Regions from separate parts of the Zea mays genome. Here region 2 is linked to region 1. Evidence: chromatin contacts called from public Hi-C data. All regions are on one chromosome and are shown on one strand. The core of a region is the stretch at or near the end of the contact, and the rest is flanking DNA. Distances in the headings are between cores, read along the strand shown. Region 1 holds the start of LOC100194389 (Transducin/WD40 repeat-like superfamily protein). Region 2 holds the start of LOC103643975 (serine/threonine-protein kinase SMG1).

What was found. Hi-C and Micro-C count contacts between places; a contact is called where the count stands out from the background.
Region 2: a Hi-C map of leaf shows a contact between it and region 1, with 4 times the contacts expected there. The contact joins the promoter of LOC103643975 here to the promoter of LOC100194389 in region 1. A contact is called at or near these places in 6 of 25 Hi-C or Micro-C datasets (ear, leaf and tassel).

The regions. Positions count from the first base shown.
Region 1 is chr1:280,666,476-280,673,672 of Zm-B73-REFERENCE-NAM-5.0, forward strand. It overlaps LOC100194389 (Transducin/WD40 repeat-like superfamily protein), which reads left to right and starts at 4,645. Exons shown (of 13, transcript NM_001139420.1): 1 at 4,645-5,037; 2 at 5,131-5,189; 3 at 5,351-5,431; 4 at 5,523-5,596; 5 at 5,676-5,758. The coding sequence starts at 4,721. It overlaps LOC541769, which reads right to left and starts at 4,502. Exons shown (of 9, transcript NM_001305810.1): 1 at 4,258-4,502; 2 at 3,970-4,152; 3 at 3,752-3,849; 4 at 2,891-2,981; 5 at 2,608-2,811; 6 at 2,255-2,511; 7 at 1,890-1,980; 8 at 1,593-1,806; 9 at 1,050-1,508. The coding sequence starts at 4,374. The coding sequence ends at 1,294.
Region 2 is chr1:280,843,999-280,850,404 of Zm-B73-REFERENCE-NAM-5.0, forward strand. It overlaps LOC103643975 (serine/threonine-protein kinase SMG1), which reads left to right and starts at 2,359. Exons shown (of 17, transcript XR_561409.3): 1 at 2,359-2,741; 2 at 2,835-6,406.

The sequences.
Region 1 (7,197 bases), core at 3,395-5,894:
GGGCAGCGAAAATCGTGTCGCAGGCGCATTGTCGCGCCGTCCAAACCTGGAACAGGATGATCCCAAGATGCAACTGAACGCTACTTCAGTGTCATCAGTCATACCAAGTTGGCTGAGCCAAGTAGCTCAAGGTTATGAACATGATCCGAGTGCTAAAATCTACTGAGTAGTTTGGTTACTGGTGAGACAATGGAACACTACACTCTATCCTAGGGCATCATTCAGTTTAAGGGCATCATTCGATTATTTGGACCCTACACCATTGTGAAAAAGATCAACCCAGTGGCCTATGAACTCGTTCCGTCCACCCAGTATTTCATGTCTGGCAACTCAAAGCGGTAATCAGTCCTCAAACTCGTGTTAGTCTTATTTTACCTAACCACCTGCACCAGGGTATTCAGGTACCAGAAACTATTTTGGCTACTAGACTTCGCCGCCGTGCAGGAAAGGTTGTTAAGCAGTTGCTGATCAAGTGGAGTAGTTGGCATTCATCTCTAGCCACGTGGGAAGATGAGGCTGACATCAAGCGGAGCTTTCCTTTCGCCCTAGCTTGGGGACAAGCTGACTGTTAAGAAGGGAGGGGGGATGTCAACGACTATATTGATAAAGGGAAGCAAGACAAAGGTGCCGGGGAGACGTCGGCCAAGAGATACACAAGGAAGACCACGCTCGTGGGCCGAAAGGAGAACAACTCAGGAGAAGCCATCGAGTACCGCGGCCCAACAAGCGTTTCACAGGTGATGAATGACATATGTGAGGGAGGGCCCATGGGGCAGTGAGAGACGCAGCCTGTAATAACCCTTGCGGTCGTGCGGAGAAGACAGGCAGGCAATACGAACTCTGAACCCGGCTGTTCGTGTGGAGAAGACAGGCAGGCAATACGAACTCTAAACCCGGCTGTGTCCGGAGGCTGGCGGCGCGCCATCGTGTAATGAACCCATAGCTACCTACAATACTGAGATAGAGAGAGGAGACGGGTGCCGGGAGCGGCGCCCAACTCATCCCCATGTCGGTGGTCTTGCAAAGACCGAACTGAGCAGTAAGCCATCAACGGTAAATTGAACACATCAGTTCACTTGTATGTATATTAAACATCAGATTGTTCTCAGAGGAAAAACAAAGAGAGCAACAACTTTCCAAGAGCAATGGAGTACAAAACATCACAACTAACCAACACGTCCTAGTGAGGTACCTAATTCTGCAACCCTGAAGCCTGAAGGGATCCCCGTGTACGCAAATGTACATAGATGGCCAACGATTGAGGCAAATGCTCAGACAGGGAACACACCACAATCACACACTTGGCATTGAAGCGCATACGACGACGTAGGCCAGGTACCGCAGGGCATCTTGTAGCTTGCTGACAGCGCTGGTCTGATCGGAGTTGAGATGGATGGATATGGACTTAACCTTCTCCTGTAAAGACTTCTGATTTGGGAGGTCGTCCTGCTTGTCGGCGAGAGCACTTTGCATAGCTGCCGCATAAGCTTCAGCGACATCCGAGATACCTACGGACAAATGAGGTGGCGTTTGTGAAAATTGAAATTCACCTCCTACATAGAGTCATCAATTTGGTATGAGAGGTCCATTACCTGTAGCGAAACTAGTAGACACCTTTTCCATATCCACAGAGATGGATTGCGCCTTCCATCTGATTATTTTGGCTTTTGAAATGGCATCTTCGGGCCAATCAATCTTAACATCATTTTCACCGTCCTCATTCTTTGATTTATTGGCAGAAGATATTACTGACTTTCCTAGCACCAGAAGCTGAGAAACTGCAAGGCAGCACATCTCCGATAATCTCTGCAAGAAAAGAGTTTTTTCTCCCCTCAAAGAAATATCAAATTTATAAGCAATGAATGACACGTTATATAGTATGTACATACATGAACACCCTCTGAGTGAATGGTCTCAAGCCTACTAGTGGTTCGTTTCATAATCTCGTTTGGAGAAAGCCCACCCAAGGCAGTGGTGAACCTGCGAAGGTGATAGATATAATCACGGTCTCAAGTTTAAATGAGAAGACATTTTTAGAGCCGACTTGAATGGACAATGTCTCACAAAAAGTTAAGTAATGTTGTTTTCATCATGTATACATTGCATTTTATTAAAAAGTTGCTATCTATCTAGTCAACTACATGCTAAAATGGTTCTCTATAAATTGACATGATTTCATCAATACTTGACAAAACTAAATATAAGTACCAACATACTAGTTGTGAATCCACATGGTAATGAAGGATACACATACCCTGCAGCCATCTTAGCAGCCTTGCGAACACTATATTCACATAACTTCTTCATCTCAGCGTCAGTATCAGTGTCAGCTGATTCAGTCTTCTTCCCTTTGTCAGATTCTGGTCCATCTTCATCAGCATTGGTGCTAAGACTAAAAATCTGCTCTATTTCTTTAAGCTTTCCATCGTAATATGTTTTCTGGTCAGAATTAAGTTTCCCCTTTTTCCTATTAAACAACAATGCATAGTGGCTTGATAATGCTTCCAGCTCCTATTACAAACAGAAAAAAAGACCACATCTAATTAAGAGAGAAGGGGGCATATTGAAGACCAAACACATAATATCCATGGGAAGACAAAACATCACCTCTAATTGATCAGGCCCCCCATAAATATAGAAGCATCTGTCAAATGAGACTTCTTCAAACTGTTCCTCTTCTGTCTGCTGGTCACCTTCACCGGTACTGCCTTTATCAACTTCCATACCAGTTTCTTCAACAATAAACTCCATTGTCTCCTTTCCAACACGTTCAAGCACTTCCATTCCTTTTGCTGTAAATGACTTCCCTGTCTGTGATTATTGAACTTTGATATTAAAATATTTGTTTCACGTATATGTAGAGACAATGCAATTACTGACTCCTAGCTACCTCTAAAATGGTCGGTGCTATCGCAGATGCTTTTGCAGGCAGTTCTCCTTGCTGAATGGTTTCGGCCAAGCTTGAAGCTGAATTTTCCAATCTAGGAAAGTAACCATGACATAGTCAGAGATAAATACACCTAGCAAACATGTTACTTATCCAAGGAGAGGCACTTGCAGGGTTACTGTTAATGAACACAATACTAACTATTTAACACTAAAAAGACATTACAAAGGTTAACCTGCTGATAGTTGATGCTCGAAGTTGAGAAAAGACATACAAAGTTACTGGATAACAGACAGCACCAAGTTTATGATGGAAAGTATGTTTACAGAATCTCATCGCTATGTCATGTTATACATGTGCACAAACAGCTGAATACCCATGTATTCATTTATCAACCAGTAACTGAAATAATGGCATCATAATACTGGCACTAGAGACATTTAATACATGTAGTATACAGTTTTGTATCTCATGTTCTCACTTGTAAGATTTAACCAACTAGATCCACAATTTCATAAGTAGAACAGACTGGGTGGATTTACTAGTGGGAGAAGCAACTCCAGGTCATCTAGGCTGTTTCATGTAATGTAAGGACAAGTAACAAGGGTGTGCCTGTCACCACTGAACTATTTTTTTTTTCTGTTCAATCCACAAGGGCTGTACTAGGGGTGGTAATGGATCACGATCCAAATGTTTCTTCACAATTCGTTTAAGCCCTTAAGTAATTTTAGTTAAAAAATGAATAGAAATTGATCTCGATCCTAATCTCTAATCTGATCTGATCCTTAAATTTTATAATGTAAAATTAAGAGTTCATTACCACCCCTAGCTGTAACAGCTTAAACTGAAGGAGATGGGGTGTACTTTTGAACAAATAGTGAACCACTCCTCCATGCGGTCCCAAGAGCTTGCCAAGTACCAGTCGTGATGGTCTCCACCGAGCTATCAAAGGCCTTCAGCCCCTGCAGAAACCCACATACACATACACACATTGTAAACAGCAGTTCACTAACCATTATCACCGGCATTACCAAGCCCAGAAATGCCAGCAATATTGAGAGAGTTGCAAGGCAGGTACTTGCCTGGCCCAGGATTGAGTCCTCACCGGCCTTCTCCAACTTGTCCAGAGCCGCCTTGCGTCTCTCCTCCTCCTCCTCCTCCCCCTCCGGTTCCTTCTCTTGATCCTTCTCGCCACTACCCGGTACCGTGTCCTGCTCCGGCGGTTGCTGAATGTCGGCGATGGCACTCTTAGCAACCTCCACCGCCTGGGACATAAATTCATTGAAACCCTAATCTGGCCTTCCCACCGAGTAAAAATAAAAATATGCGCATGACGAAGCCAGCAGGTCGAAGTGCTACTCGGTACTCACGTTGCGGGAGATCTCTGAGAAGATGGAGAGTCCCCATCCGCCCCAGCCTCCTGCCGCCTGCTCGGCGGGCTGACTCTTCTCGGCCGCCGGAGCTGGCGGCGGCGACTCGTCGGACATGGCGCGTGCCGTGAGATTGACTCCTTCGCTCTGGCTCTGGCTCAGGCGGACGGATCTAACACTGCAACCACCAGTGGGCTCGCGACTCCAACTACCTGGCCGGAGAGATGAGTCAAGTCGCGTGCCGTGCCGTGCACGTGGGGTTGGATTGGGCCCGGCCCTATAAGTCAAGTCTCAGTAGGCCACGATGCCGTTGCGGGCCTAGTCTGCGACTTCGTTTGGGTCAGGCCTGCCTGACTATGATTGCACTTGGTCCTGGCCCAAATGGGAACGACCCAGAAACCCGTCGAAACCCCAGCCCCAGGCCGCCGGTTGCTTTCGCTTCGCCGGAGAAGAGCTGAGCGCGATGGCAGCGGCGCAGGAGGAAGCGGCGGCGGCGCCGCCGAGCACGGAGAGCGATGCTACCGAGACGGAGGAGGCACCACCAGGCGGCGCGGAGAGCGATGCTACGGCGATGGAAGCGGCGGCGGAGTACTCGTGGCTCCAGCTCCGCTTCGACCGCCCCCCTCGCCGGCTCTACCACTTCGCCCGCCAGTTCCGCTCCGCCACTTCCTCTGGCAGCAATAGTAGCGGCGAGAACTTCCTCAAGGGCGTAAAGTGGTCGCCCGACGGGTCCTCCTTCCTCACCAGCTCCGACGATAACTCCCTCCGCTTGTTTTACTTGTAAGCCGCGCGCTTACATTTTTCTGATACGCTCTCTCTTGCGCCCGCGGCGAGTGGCTAAAACTAGGGGCATTCCCTTCTTCCGTTCGACAGACCGGAGGAAGCGTACATTGCGGCGGAGCCCGTTGCCGAGGCCGCTGTCGAAAGTGAAGGTGCGTTTCTGGTTTTTGAGTTGTTTGCTGTTACGATTGTGGGAGTGTATCATGTAAATGCCGGCAATGAATGCTTAGCCGATCCTTTGGTCGTCTCTGTTGGTTCAATTGTCCTCTACTTCCTATCCGCTGTGTTAGTTTCAAATTCTTCCCCCCTGCAGATTCTTATGGAGCTTTCATTCAGGCGAACGAGGGTGAGCCAGTGTACGATTTCTGCTGGTACCCGTGTATGTCCTTGTCTGGTGGGTGATGAATTGCTTTCTTTCATATGTTCATATTCCTTCTTCCTTTATGATCAATTAGTGAATTTGATGCATTTTTATTGTTTTGCAGACCCAGCCACTTGTGTATTTGCAAGCACCAGTCGTGATCATCCGATACACCTTTGGGATGCCACCAGTGGGGAAGTAAGACTGTTCCGCTTGTTGTGTTTCGTTATGTCTCACAATTAATTCTGGTTCTGATTATTTGTTTCGGGAATTGCAGCTCCGGTGCACATACCGAGCATATGATGCCATGGATGAAATAACTGCTGCACTTTCGATTTCTTTCAATTCTTCAGGATCTAAGTATGTGTGGTGCACTCAAACTCTAAGTTGAATCCGTGTTACATAAGGAAAAATTCTGATTTTTTGATACATGAAACATACTGTTTGTAGTCATGGCATCCTGTTAGGTCTTGTTCTCAGTATAAGAAATTAATGGCCTTTTACTCATTTTGTTGTGTGTGTAATGCTTACTGTCAGTATCATACTTTGGTGTCTTAGGATAACATATGGGGTTCTATGGGTGAAAACGGGTTGGGTATACCACTATACCCGTCAGGTACCGGATACGGATAATACAAATATCCATTTTTTGGATACGGATTCAAATATTTTTATACTTAGTATGGGTAGTACACGTATAGTGTAGCTTTTGATTCAGGTTGGATTTGAAGCGAGGACTACCCAGTAAATATTTGGATATTTGGATTGGATATGGGTACTCGGGTTTTGGATGCCCACTTTCCTTTTTCTGCACAATATTTTTTATAAAAACATAACCTTTACATATGAACTCGGATGAAGATAAAGTTTACATGAAAATCATAGAGCTTGAAGAGATCAACAACCTTGTAGTACATCACATTTTTGTTTGAACATATCTTCACGTCAAAATCATTGAAATAATATCCAAATTTGTATCAAAGTAACAAACTATACATCACATGTGTAACTCCAATACTCCATAGCTTATTAATGTTATCATTTGCTTTTTTTTAAGGCAAAGTATTGGCGCCTCTAGTAATTTGATTAGCCTATATATAATATACTACCTCCATTCTCTAAATATTTGTCGTCCGCTAGTTCATTTTTTAACTAAAACGCGACAAATAAAAAACAGAGGGAGTATATGCTAATTCTGATAGTAACGCATATAAAGAATTGTGTCGACGTGTCTAATATGTTCACAATTGATGATTATTGAAGATAGATGTTGCGATTTGAGTTCTTCAATCATACATTATATAAACTATTTTTTGCCAATTTAAAACTATCACTATGTGTTATATTGGACTATTGTGTGATTAGACATTGCCATCGTATTATGAACTATAAAATTGGACTATTGTAGTATTTAGAAGCATGTAATTAATTCAAAGACTATCCGACAAGTATCAGATATCTGTATGTATCCGTCTGAATAATATCTGATATATGTTTTCTACCCGTCCCCTTTCTCTCTCTCTTTTTGGTGACATCTTGTTGGGTTCAACTTTAGCCTACCCCAACTTGCTTGGGACTAAAAGGCTATGTTGTTGATCCGTTTTCTACCCGTCCGAATAATTCCGATCTTGTGCTATATCTGACCCGCACTTTTACTACCCGAACCTGATCCCGAATCCAAGTGAAAATAATTAGGGTAGGATACGAGATGACCTACTATCCGCCCGTCCCGTTTTCAGAGTTCAACTGAAAGCTAGTGGCCTAACTTTGAGAATTAAACTGAGGTATTTGTTTCAGAA
Region 2 (6,406 bases), core at 1,109-3,608, 180 kb after region 1:
CCACACATTCGTAGCCAACTCCTTCGAGCGCCGTTGACGGAGGCAACCACGAAGACCGACGTTTGCGGAGGTGGTCGGGCGTCTACGCGCGGCACATTCCACCGCGACCTCGACCCCCCATCTAGAGCTCGGCGTACGTGATGCATTCTTCGTCCTGGCGGAAGGCGGCATAGTCCAAGGTCGCTCCATCGTCGTGGCCGAAGGATCAATGCTTGTTGGAGCTCCAACGTGCTCCCCGGCAAGTCCACCTTCGCGTTGTGGAGGTACGAATCTAGGTAAGTGGTGCCCGGCTCCCCGGCAACTCCACCTTGGTCGATGACGAGTAGGCACTACTCGGAGACGTCGACCGCTGCCGCTTCCCTCTCCGCTCTAGCTTCGCTCCAAACACGACACCGTGCAATCTACACTTGTATAATACGCAATCGAAACTCAAGAACCAGGATAGAGCTCTATCTAGAATCCGTGCCTGCGTATGGACGAAAAAACTTGGAGAGACGTACCTCGTTTTTAAACGCGATGGTTGAAGTGCGGGGAGAAGAGAGACGATGCTAGAAAATGGAGTGAACACGAGTGACAGGTGATTTGCGCCCCCGAATACAGAGTCTGTTGTGCGCGTGAATAGTGGACTCGGGCTCCTATTTTACGGATCCGTGCCCATATGTGATCTCTTCCTGGAGTTGGTGTGAGGAGCCATTAGGCTATACGTAATGGTGTCCTCTAAATTTTTCCCCTATATGCTACTATGCAGCCACACCAGCAAGATTCCTTCCCATATATTCACTCTTCTCGTGACGATTTCCCCTAAATTCTCTCTTTACCTCACTACAACCATAAAATATTATTTTCAATACATATACATCATCATTTACCATTTTTTTGTCTACTATAAATGACTGTCGTGCACATGGTTTAAGGGGAGGGGGCCGGCTGCCACTCCTTCAAATCTGTGGGAAGAGAGTGCCTCTCCCTACACTGTAGCTGGTTTGGAGGCCGCCGCTGCTGCATATAGCACGGAACTGTAGCCGATACAGTGCTAGGGGAGGGGCAGCGTTGCGTACAACCTAGAGATGGCAATGGGGACCCGATCCCTGATTCCCCGCGGGGATGTAAACGGGAAAAAATTCTCCCCCGACGGGTAAACAGGGACGGTTTCTCATCCCCGTTTCCCGTGGGGACCCGTTAAACTTACATGTAACGATGTTTTTATTTAATAACTAATTATAAAAATAAATAATTACATTATCAATAGATCACTCATTGTACAAATGCGTTTATTTTGATGTACACATAATGAATTTTTACATCTAACATTGTGTATAAGTGACAATGTTTTACATTAACAACATATGAAGTGTGTTCTAATTATAATTTAAGCGGGGACAGGGCTCCCCGACGGGGATTTATCCCCACGGAGAATGAGGATGGAGAAGAAATGCCCTTCGCAAGCGTTCGTAGGGATCCTCGCGGGAACAAATTTTTGTCGCAGGAACAGGGATGAGGAGCTAAAACCCGACGGGGAATTCCCCGTTGCCACCCCTAGTACAACCTTATCCCTATAGGTGCACATTCGGGCCGCCCGGTTCGGCCCAGCCCAAGCCCAAAAAGGGCCGTATTGTTTGAATTTTGGACCGCCCCGCCCCGTTTGAATTTCAGGCCGTGCCGGGCCGACCCACGGTCCTAGTCCTCGGCCCACGACCCGACACGTAATTGCTTAAACGTGTCGGGCTTATTTCAGGCGGCTCGAAATCCAGTTTTTGGTCCGAAATTCACATTAGGGCCCAAAATTCACATCAATGCCTAAATTCAAAACAAATTTAATAAAACAAATAAAAGATAAGACAAATAAATTCGACCAAAAGCAAACTTAATATTTGTATTAAGTTACCAGAGCTATGCAATGACTGCCTCGTTTACAAATTATTTTGTTAGAAAGAAAAAGAGTATAATCAGCTCTATACAAAGTTCGTAAGTTTAGTTCATTATCTAACGTTCATAACAAAAGTAAAATTACATCACATACTCTAATTCGAAACTACAAAAAACATCTAACTACCGTTATCTCTAGCTGTGTGTTCTTTATCAAGTACATGAAAGTGTGGAATGAAGTGTGATTTTAATAAATACATGTGCATTTTCGTGCCTCTATATGGGTCATTTCGTGTCTGTCTTAAACGAGCCGTGCTCGTGCCCCGTCCATGGGCCGCGATCTCGGTCCAAACATATCCTAATATATCGGGCTATGTCGGACCGACGCTAAATTATTTCGAGTTATGCCGTGTCTGAGTACTGTTTTTTTTTCGTGATTTAGACCGATCCACCAGACGCGCCCCAAATGTATCCCAACCGAGAATTCCGATTGCCCTACGTCGATCTGAACCGTCGGTTCACCGGGCGTTCAACGAGAGAAGACAGCGGAGACGCCGACCCCGAGCGAGACTGCTCTTCTGATTCTCCGTGCCGGGCGGGCTAGGCAGCGCGGCGGCCGATGAGATTGACGGCGTGGCGGTCGCGACAATGCAAACCCCTCGTCCCTCCTACGCGCACCACCAGCTCCAGCAGCACCTCTCCTCCCTCCTTTCCGCCGCCGCCGCCGATCCCCCGCACCCCTCCGACGATGCCTCCCGCACCGCCGCCCTCTCCAACCTCCGTCTCTCCTTCCTCCACCCACCTAACCGCCCCCTGTTACCTGCCCTCGCTCCCTTCCTCGCCCCGCCCCTTTCGGTCCTCCTCGCCGACGATGCGTAAGTGAACCTTCCTCTCCTCATCGCTTTCCTTCCCCATTTGTGACGAATCACTCGATTCACCCGGCTCATGCTTTATTGTTTGCTGTGCAGGTCCTATGCCGTGCGGCGGGCGGCGGTATCGGCGTACGCGGCGCTCTGCGCGGTGCTGTGCTCGCACGAAGCGCCCGGGGGCCTGCCGGACGGGTTCGTCGCCTGGGCACTGCCGCTCCTGGGTGACCCCTCCTCAGCTGCTCTCGTCGCCGAGGGGCTCCGGGAGCTCCTGTCCACTGGGGACGTGTCCCCAGTCGAGAGGTTCGTGCCGCCTCTCCTTGCAGCCTGCCGTGACGTGCTAGAGGATGAGCGGATGTCGCCCGCTGTGCTCCGGTGTCTGCTCAGCCTGCTTATGTTGGTTGCCGCCAAGTTTCCCCACTGCTTCCGTCCACAGTTTGTTGATATCATGGACCTGCTTCTTGGGTGGGCGTTTGTGCAGGACCTAGCTGATGCAGATCGCAGCATGATCATTGATAGTTTTCCGCAGTTTCAGTGGCATTGGCTTGGGAATCTGCAGTTTTCACTTGGATTACTGCCCAAGTTCTTGGCCGATATGGAGGGGCTTGTGCATGATCTCAACCTGGGAGGCAGCCATAATCCTGGGAGGCTTCGTTCGCTGTTTGCTTGTTTCTCTACGGTACTGCAGATTATGTCTTCTGGTGTGGCTGAGCGAAATAACCTAAGAGAACTTGTAGCTGGGCCTCTGGAAGGTTTAGCTCCTCAACTTTTAAGGTGTGCATCAGTGATAGCCTCTAACCTTGGCTGGTCTGAGAGGATGGAAGACGCATCCAAATGCTTGGTCTTGCTTGCAGAGATTCTGCAGGAAAGGTTTGCTGATTTTTATGTCCATTTTGTGGATGTGTTGGTCCAGAGCTTGGAAGTTGCCTCCTCGGCACAGTTGGCGGCAGCACTTAAGACTAACCTGCAAGTTCTATCACTGCAAAATTTGGGGCTCCATGCAGCTTCTGTTGGAGCTTTGCTTGACTTCAGTTCAATTTTATCTAAGTCACGTCTTCATCCAAACCACAGCGTGGTTGCAAACTCAGCAGCTACCTACATTTTTTGCTTACAGCATGGATTGGAAGATGTAGTTGATCAAGCAATTGCATCAGTGATGAATGAGTTGGAGCTGATAAAATCTCTGCTAGCGGAAGGGCAAGCAAGTTGCCCTGATATCCATAGTCCCCCCTTAGAATTGAACAGTGAAAGGAAAAACGAGTCGAACTCAGGTGTGCATTGTTGGCCACAATATTCAGAGGATCAGTTGCTTTGCCTAATGAAATTTGATCTCAAGATTCTTCTGGCGACTATTGCACTGGATACAAAAAAGAGAAATGAGAGAACAACTAACTTGATACAATTCATCTTAAAGAAGCTTGACCCATTTGGTGCCCCTTTCCATAATTTCCTTGAGATGCAGTTTCAGATTTTCTCTACACTACACAAACTGAGCAACATGGAACTCTCAAGCAATATGCCAGCATCTGAACCATTTGAAAGAGACTCTGGAGGTTATAAAACACAGCCGGTTGTGTTAGAAAAGAAGATTTCTTGTGAATGTAAAAAGAAGTTTGTGCATAAATATGGCAAATACATAGTTCAGGGCCTTAATGCATCATCATCTTTGACACTGAAATTAGAGGCTCTAGATTGGATAGGTTCATTTGAAAAATTGATCCATGGATTGGAGAGGGGTGTGGATAATTTCAGTTTCTCTTATGAGGTAATTTGGGATGCTACCCTTTCGAGTGATATCCTTTTTGCTGTCTTGGATTGTGCATATGATAGGGAGTCTAAAGTAAGGTACCATGTTGCAATAACCTTGGAGTTACTATTTCTGGGAAGGCTCATCAACCCCATGAATTTCTATGTTGTTGCTCAGGTTCTGCTAGACAAGCTTAGTGATCCAGATAGTAATGTAAAGGATGCATTCTTAAGGTTATTTTCAATCACCTTGCCTATCACAACATATGCGTTTGGCTTGTTTGCAGATGAACATAATTATCGTAATTCCTCAGATATTGTTAACATGTCCAACCATTGCATGAACTGGAGGCATGTGCTTGCTGTGAAGCAACAGCCTAGGAAACTCCACTGGCAGCAGCTTGTTTCTGTTTTGAGTTACCTTTCTCTCAGATTGAAGTTACCTCTTTCGTCTTGGGTGCAACGGCTGGTCTTTAGTTACCGTGGGAAGAAAGATACGCGTTATGGTCAAATTGATATGTTTGGAGATGCTGATGGGAATGAACTCCCCAAAGGCCCTGGTGTGGACAGAAATACTATTGATATAATATACTCAGTAAATAATCATGCTGCTGTTTGGTGGGGAATCCATGAAGCTGCCCGGCACTGCATTAACCTTCGGCTTCGAACTCATCTAGGTGGTCCCACTCAGACATTTGCAGCTCTAGAACGCATGCTTTTGGATGTAACAAATGTATTAATGGTGGAAGCTAAGGAAGCTGAAGGAAGGTATATAGGGCCAGCTGACATTTGCTTATTGCCAATGCGTCTTCTATTGGATTTTGTTGAGGCATTGAAAAAATATGCTTACAATGCATATGAAGGTTCCTTTGTTCTATCACCCCCACCAAAAGCAAGTTCCGTGTTTTTCCATGCAAACAAACGAGTTTGTGAAGAGTGGTTTTCACGAATTTGTGATCCAATGTTGAATGCAGGATTAGCTATGCATTGCAGTGATGCAGTCATTCACTATTGTTCACTGCGGCTGGTAGATCTCAGAAACCTGGCTGCATCATCTCTCAGAGGCAATAGTCACATGGGTGGGGCTACTGAAAGTCATGCCTTTAGAGAGAGGTTAGAAGCAGATGTTATGAAAGTCCTCCGGCATGCTTCCCTGGCACTCTGCAGATGTCATGAAACAGATGCCTTAGTTGGACTTCAGAAGTGGGCTGCATCAACATTCTATTCTTACTTTGAGCAAGATAATCAACTAGTTCGGGGCGTATCTGATCGCGACAATCGCTTCTCCTGGATATCAGGATTGATCTATCAATCCCAGGGGCAGTATGAAAAGGCTGCTGCACATTATTCACATCTACTGCAGTCGGAGGAAGCCCTTATCTCCATGAAATCTGATGGCATTCAGTACATCATAGAGCGTGTTATTGAGTGCTACACATCCCTTTCAGATTGGAAATGCTTAGAGAGTTGGCTTGCTGAGTTACAAGTGCTCCGTGCTGTACACGCCGGCAAACCTTTTTCAGGAGCTCTAACAAGTGCTGGCAACGAACTTAATGCTATCCATGCAATGGCGTGCTTTGATGAGGGGGACTTTCATTCAGCTTGGGGTTATCTTGACCTGACTCCAAAAAGCAGCAATGAGCTCACCCTTGATCCCAAGGTTGCACTTGAGAGAAGTGAACTTATGCTTTTGCGTGGAATGCTGCGATGTAATAGCAAGTTAGAGGGCATAACAGAGGAGCTTCATAAGGCTAAATTGATGTTGGATGAAGCACTCACTGTTGTCCCACTCAATGGATTGCCTCAAGCTGCTGCTTGCGCTGGCCAGCTTCATTGCATATTTGCATTGGAAGAAGCCTTGGGGTTGACCTCCCAAAATGGACTTAATCAATCACAATCAATAATGGATTCTTTACTGAAAGCACTGC